Linked DNA regions of Mus musculus: region 2 is linked to region 1. The links are chromatin contacts, called in public HiChIP or PLAC-seq maps. All regions are on one chromosome and are shown on one strand. The core of a region is the stretch at or near the end of the contact, and the rest is flanking DNA. Distances in the headings are between cores, read along the strand shown. Region 1 holds the start of B230206H07Rik (RIKEN cDNA B230206H07 gene). Region 2 holds the start of Ano9 (anoctamin 9).

The links. HiChIP or PLAC-seq counts read pairs in DNA pulled down with a chosen protein or histone mark.
Region 2: an HNF4G HiChIP or PLAC-seq map of pancreatic cancer cells shows a contact between it and region 1. The contact joins the promoter of Ano9 here to the promoter of B230206H07Rik in region 1. A contact is called at or near these places in 2 of 39 promoter capture datasets (liver and pre-B cells), 2 of 484 Hi-C or Micro-C datasets (B cells and cortical neurons), 3 of 115 datasets of contacts at active chromatin or transcription factors (embryonic stem cells, extraembryonic endoderm stem cells and pancreatic cancer cells) and 5 of 9 other capture datasets (adipose tissue, embryonic stem cells, liver and 2 more).

Annotation. Positions count from the first base shown.
Region 1 is chr7:141,363,462-141,366,736 of GRCm38.p6, reverse strand. It overlaps B230206H07Rik (RIKEN cDNA B230206H07 gene), which reads left to right and starts at 1,627. Exons shown (of 2, transcript NR_033532.1): 1 at 1,627-1,702.
Region 2 is chr7:141,115,793-141,119,540 of GRCm38.p6, reverse strand. Ano9 (anoctamin 9) reads left to right here and starts at 1,735. Exons shown (of 24, transcript NM_178381.3): 1 at 1,735-1,827. The coding sequence starts at 1,822.

The DNA.
Region 1 (3,275 bases), core at 378-2,877:
GGGAATAAAGGCATGTGCCACCACCACTGCCTGGCTTGTCCACATGCAAATCTGGTGGACCACTTCCACAATTAGTGTTTTCTCTTCCCAAATGAATCTAGTTCAAGTAAAGCTGACAAAAAGACTAAGCAGGACACTTAGCATATAGAAGGTTCTAGGTTCAATCTCCACTGCTACCCCCCCCCCCCCCCGCTCTTCCCAATGTAGAGAGAGAAGAAATCAGTGTTGACCTCTGGTCTCTGACTCTTCTTGCACTCAGGCATGTAAGCATGTATACACACACACACACACACACACACACACACACACACACACATACACACCACTGTTGCACTCAAAGCAGGAAGATGAGGTTTCAAATGCCTTATTTGGGAAGTTACAGAAAGATTTTTGTATATTATATTATTTAATTTTAAGGCAGTTGTGAGCTGCCGCAAGGGTGCTGGAAACTGAACCCGGCTTCTTTAGAGGAGAGACCAGTTCTCTTAACCACTGAACCATCTCTCTGACCCCTCAGAAAGTTCTTGCTCAGGACCTGTAGGTGGAAAGCCTAGCAGGGCTCTCTGAGTTTTGAAACTCACCTTAGGGATGCTGAGTCCTAACCAAGTATCCAAAGATCCTCCTTGAACTCGACCCCGTGCTTCTCCCTGTTCCCCTGCTACTCGCCTGTACCTCAAACCCTGAAGAAAGTTCTTAAGCAGCTGTGCCCCTAATACCATCCACAGTGAGGTGTGCACTTAAGACCACTCAGTGTGCAATGTGTCTCTTGACAGCACTTTGGGGAGTGGTGATCAACAAAAGAAGTTTTGGTTGTTCTTTGGGGCAGGGTAGCACTATAAGCCTGCTCTGGCCTCAAACTCATGGTAATCCTCCTGCTTCAGCATTCCAAACGATAACATGACAGGCACGAATCACCATGCCTGGCAAGCGACTCTTAGGCTTTGTATGCTCAGAGCTGTATAGCTTGGCCATCACTCCTCTCTGCTCCATGCCCCATAGCAGCACACACACATTGTCTCTTTGAACTCAAATTCACGTCTTCTTGTTTGAGCACAAGTTATTTGGCTACAGATCTTCTCCATGCTTTCTCTCTGACACTTGACAGTTTTGCCTGTCATGTTGCATTCAATACTCCCAGGGGAACATTCAGGGCCAGGGTAGATCCTTTCTGCTTCTCCACACAAAAAGCATTTTCTCGGCATTCACCCATGTCCAGGGTCCCTTCATGGGATTTGCACAGAGATTTAGCCACTTTGGCTAAGCATCACTGTCCCCAGGTTAAGTGTGCATCTTGTGCTGGGTCACCCAGGTAGAAGGGACATCTCAGCTTCTCTGTCATTCCTCCAATTACCTTGAGAAGTCAACTATTTTATATCTTTTTCTAAGAAAGACGGGAAAGCCTCTTCTGAGTGGTATAGGAAGCCCTGTGTTTGAATGGCCTGCTGTGGGTGGTCAGGAGGTTGGCAGATCACAAAGACATGCTTGTCCCCAGACAGAGATGGGCCTTGTTCATGGAAATATTTGTTGGTGGTGGAGCTAGGCACAGAGCAGTAGTCACAGCAGTCCCACACACGAAGAGCTTATTGGCTAAGTAGCTTAGAAACCAACTCTAGGTTTGGGGGTTTTAAGTTCATTCTTCGTTCTTGTCCAGGGCAAATCTACCCAACCTATGGACAGACCCTCTTCAGCTGGGTTCCCACAGGTAGGGCAAACCTTTCCCATTCCTGCTGACTTGCTGGGTAGGGATCAGGGAGAGTTGTATTATAATTAGGAAAGTTGCACTTGAACCCCAGCCTAGGTGACCTGGGTTCTTTGTGTCTCATTCTTTAGTCTAGACCAGAGTGAGGTCACCCAATGCTAGAGATAGTGCTTGCTGCATGGTTCTTGTTTGTTATCTCTCATTTGCAGGCCCCGGATAGTGACATCCAAAGAGGGAAGAGTAAGTAGTTAGGGAAGGTCCCAAGCTAACTCGCCCTGGGGCTGTAACACTTCCATCTCTTCACTAGGTGCCTGTGATGGGTGGTCCTCTGCTATTCTCTTTGAAAGGTTCTGAGGGTTCAGGACTTAGCTCTGTTGGCAGAATGTTTCCCCTCTATCCCCAGCAACACATTAAACTGGGTGCCTGCCTAGAAGCCTTCGAGGCCATCCATCAGCCACATCAAAAGTATGAGGCGTGTGCTATGTGAGATTGTGCCTCACAGAATTAATAAGGAAAGCTGTCTCAGCCTTTAGGGATGGTTATTGCTGCAGAGGACCAGGGTTGGGGTTCCAGGACCCACAACTATCTATAACTCCAGTTCCAGAGAATCTGTCTGGCCTTTGTGGGCACGGCACACATGTGGTGTATATGGTGTACATACATGTAGGACATGTACAGGCAAACATTCATACACATAAAGTAAAAGCAAGAAAATCTAAAAAATATTTAAAAGTAAAGATTTTTGACAGTTTTTTTCTTGTTTGTTTGTTTGTTTGTTTGTTTGTTTTTGTTTTTTTTAACTCTGTAACCCTGGCTGGACTGGAACTTGCTGTGTCGACCTACTTCTAATTCACATAGATCTCCCTCCTGCCTCTGCTTTCTGCTTTCTGTAATTAAATGTGTATGTTACCACACCCAGCTCTCTACTTTTTAAAAAGGACCTAGAGGTGGTAGAAGGCCCTTGAGAGAAGAAGGGACAACTTCCAAGAACTCAGAGGCCTGAGCCAGTTGTTCAGCTGGGGCCCCAAGCACATGGGAGTGAGGAGTCCAGAGCTCCTGGGCAGGGGAGGCTGCTTGGTCTGGAGCCGCCTCAGCTCTGTGGAAGCCACAGTAAGTGTAGGCAGATGGGGAAGGGCTAGGAGGGTTAGATGAAGCAGATACAGGTTCTGGAGACTCCCTAAGGGTGGCGCCAACCATCTTGGAGAGAAGACTGCTGGAAAGACTGGGTCCTGTAGGGCTTGTCTGAGCTGAGGGGCTGGAGCCTCTGAGACCTGAGGCCAAGTCTGGGTAGGTGGTGGATTAGTTGAGGGGCACAGTCTCTTCACCTCAGTCTCGGCACAGTACGTTGAGGATTCAGGTGATCCTTGTCAGGATTTGACTCACTAGCAATTTGGAATGCAGGACAGTCCTCACACCAGATACAAGGTATCTAACAGTCACCCAAAGATGTATAAGGAGCTACCAGCAGATGGCACCAAAGGCTTGCATCAAAGGAAAGTCTCTGGCCAGTCAGGCAGATACCTGGGTCTCTCTCCAACTTGTCAGTGAGGTCTTTCAGGCCCCAGGTCTCTTTTTG
Region 2 (3,748 bases), core at 486-2,985, 250 kb after region 1:
TCTGGCCCCTATCTCTCAGCAGCTGCCTTTTAAGATAATGTAACAAAAGGAGTAAGGACCAAGTGAAGGTGGTGACACACAGAAAGGAAAATCTGGACCCCTGATATTTATGCTTCAGCATCCAGCCCCAGACTTCTTCCTAGAGGAGAAAATACAGAAATGTGTGTCAGTCACTACCAACTCCATTTGTCGCCCATATGCTAGTACACCCTTCTAGTTTGGTTTTTTTACTTACACAGTGTGGCGGTTTAAATAGGAAAGGCCCCCTTATAGTCATTTATTTAAATGCTTAGCTATCAAGGGATTGGAACTCTAACAGGATTGGAAGGATTAGAAGGTGTGGCCTTGTTGGATCGATCTCTCTCTCTCTCTTTCTGCCTTGAGATCAGGATGTAGCTCTCACGTACTGTACCAGTGCCATGCTTCCTGCCATAATGATAATGGACTAAACCTCTAAAGCTGTAAGCAAGCCCCCAGTTAAATACTTTCTTTTATGAAAGAGTTGCCTTGGAGGGCTGGAGAGATGGCTCAGTGATTAAGAGTACTGATTGCTCTTCCAAAGGTTCTGAGTTCAAATCCCAGCAAACCACATAGTGGCTCACAGCCATCTGTAATGAGATCTGATGCCCTCTTCTGGTGTGCCTGAAGACAGTGTCTTTACATATAACAAATAAATCTTTAAAAAAAAAAAAAGAGTTGCCTTGGTTATGGTGTCTCTTCACAGAAATAGAACGGTGACAGGTGACAACTAAGACATAGTTACACTGCTGGCTCTCTCTTTCCCTTCTTCCCTCTCTAGTTTGATATTTCCCCCTCTTCCCACCCCCCCACCCCCGACCTGCTATAGTTCAATCCTAGAGCCTTCTAGGGCCCTGAAGCTGAAGGAGAGGCCTGCCATTTATCTGAGAATCCTGAGCAAGTCTATGCCAAGTCAATGCCTGAACTGTAGGAACGTCATATACAGTGTTACAGAGTGACACAGTGTTGAGCAGGTGACATTGGGTGTGTCCTGGCTGCCAGCCACCCTGTGATAGATACTTTTAGAGATCCTGCCCTGACTTATCAACCCTGTTCCTGCATCTTCAGCTTCACAGTGCTTTTCAGATTGGGCCCCTATGTGCCCTTCCTGAGGAAGACCATCCTGCCCCTGCTAGCCTCAGCATCCTCAGGCTGCTCCCACACATTGGTTACTCTAATTCTGCCCATAGCCTTCTCCGGCAGCAGCTGTCAGTGCAGCTGCACAGCAGGGCTCAGTCTCAGGATCCCCGGCTTCAGGACATCACAGGAGCCCAGGAATGAGAAGTCCGTTCCTTTGGGACTCTGTCTTGCTATCCCTTTGCCTCTTTCTCCTCTGTGGAGTCGACAGTACATTTGGAAGGTCAGGAATGGACTCTGCAGATGTCTCAAGGACAGGTGGTACTGAGTACCTATCTATTAAGGCCGTCCATGTCGCCATTTTCTCTCGAAGCGGGGTGTGTGTGTGTGTGTGTGTGTGTGTGTGTGTGTGTGTGTGTGTGTGTGTGAGACGGACTCTACCTTGCAGCCAGGGCATCCCTGCAGGGAAGAGAATAGAAAACCCAGGAGAGGGCTCCACCTTACCCTTGAGAAGAAGGTGTTGGGGTGGCGGGACACTGGAAGGGATTTTCTTGGCGGGCTTGCTGCTGGCTCCTCCCCAGCATACTTGGGCAAGCAATCAGAGGAGTAGGCGGGGCAAATCCACAAGGAAGTCAGGTAACAACCGGGAGCCCGCAGGCACTCTCACACCTGCCAGTGCCAGCCAGCATCCAGAGCCCCACATTGACCGAGGGACCAGCCACCAGCATGCAGGTGAGCCTCGGTTCTGAGGGTACATGCCTGCAGCCTCTACAGCTGTCATCCTTCCCTGAAGGCTTGGTGGCGGGCAGTTCCCAACAACCTGCCATCTCAGGGAGCACGCTGGCTAGAGTTGGATCCTTGACTATGGGGCAGGCTAAGGAAGAGGCACGATTGATGAAATAGCTTTCTAGTCCTATTCTGGAATTCTGAAGATCCCAGGAACTGGGATCCTATAGGTATGTGATGTAGGGTTTTTCTGCCAGACTTACCTATGTAAGGTGAGAACAGAGATGCTGTGGTGGGACACTCAGACCTGTGACTTCCACTGACGGGGAGGGACTATGGGCACCAGGTTAGACTGGCCTGTGTAGCTGTGTGCCACACTTTCTGGATCCTGCTCCAGGCAGACTGGACCTGGAGCCTAGGTGTAGTCCAGAAGGTAAGATGTGTGTGTTCTTGGGGTACCTTTTAGAAAGCACTATGTCCCCTTTTGTCAACCAAAATGGTCACCTGGGGCAGAGGCCAGCACTTAATCTCCAGGGAGGAGGCAAGGGCGAGGTAGAGAGTGAAACTAACTTCCCACGGAGGCACCAGGCCTCCAGGTGTGGGCTGTGTGGGTGGCTGCTCCCTCTGCTTTTATGCAGTCCTCTCACTAGGCCTTCCAGACCCAGCTCTGGGAACTGAGTGTTCAGGTTAGCACATAGACACCCTTAACCTGGCTCCAATATCCATCCCCTTGCCAGCCTCTTTCTCAAGCTAGTGGTATAAGGAGAGAGAGCATGAGCCTTTAGGACCTAAAGTTTAGGTACACAGAGGGTTTGGTGGTCCCAGGTCCTAGTGGATCTGAGCCTGCCCTCTACTGTTTAAATTTCTTCCATGACTCTCCAGAGCTTTTGTCGAAGTCCAAGAAACCTTCCTTGACCTGGCTACTGTAAACGTCTAGCCTCGCCTGGTGGCTTTCTCCTTGCCCTTTATACTCCTGCAAAGTTGAAGTGCTGAGGACAAAGTCACCGGGTGTAGTGACTACCCAGTTCCCAGGGGTGCTGAGGACTGAGTCCTGTGGGGACTTGCATGCGCAGGGTCAGAAGACAAGCCTCTAGAGTCAGTTCTCTCCTTTGACCACGTGGTCCTAGGGATCAAACTGAGGCTTGGTGGCAGGTGCCTTTATCTGCCGAGCTATCTCCCTGGTCCGGGCATAAGTTCTTCAGATCCATAGCTTGTGAGTCTTCTGAGGTGGTAAGGAGTGAGTCCCTGAAGGGGTTGAGAGCTGAATAAACTTGCCAAGTGCAGCCTGCCTCTCAGGACTGACACACATGCATGTCTCTCTCCCAGAAATGCTGCCCCAATCTTTTCCCTAGTTTGTTCATCTTTTGCCTTAGGAGGTAAAGATTGGGACCACCTCTCCCACAAGGTAAACATGACTCCGGTCCCTATATGTGTCCACCCATGCACCACCCTCCAGGGCTCAGCACTGAGAACACAGAGTTTCCAGTTTAGTGTCTGGGGATGGATATGGGGAGGTATTACTAGGCAGGGTGCCAAGGACATAAGGGTGCCCTGGCCGCTTCTCTTGTTGGAAGAGTGTTACAGGCCTCAGAGCACTAGCAAGGGAGGTAAACATGATCTTGGGACAAGGTGGGCCAAAGGACAAGTGGGGTGGGAAGCCAGGTCCACGCCTTCATGCATGTGTGCCGTGACCTGTGGGTCAGCCTCGGTTTGGAGATGGATGCTCTGTATGCACGCGTCTCTTCTGTCTGCACTGACCGGGAAGGCAGCTCGGAGGTGAGCACCAGGGAGCAGGGCTGCCCTGCGCTGGTTCCCTGCATCCCTGACCCTCAGGAGGGAGGATTCCTTAGGAGATTTGATGGCCCACAAACTGAAGAGGTGGCCTGTGTCCATAATGAAGAGCTAGGGGCCCTACCTGAGTCCTGAA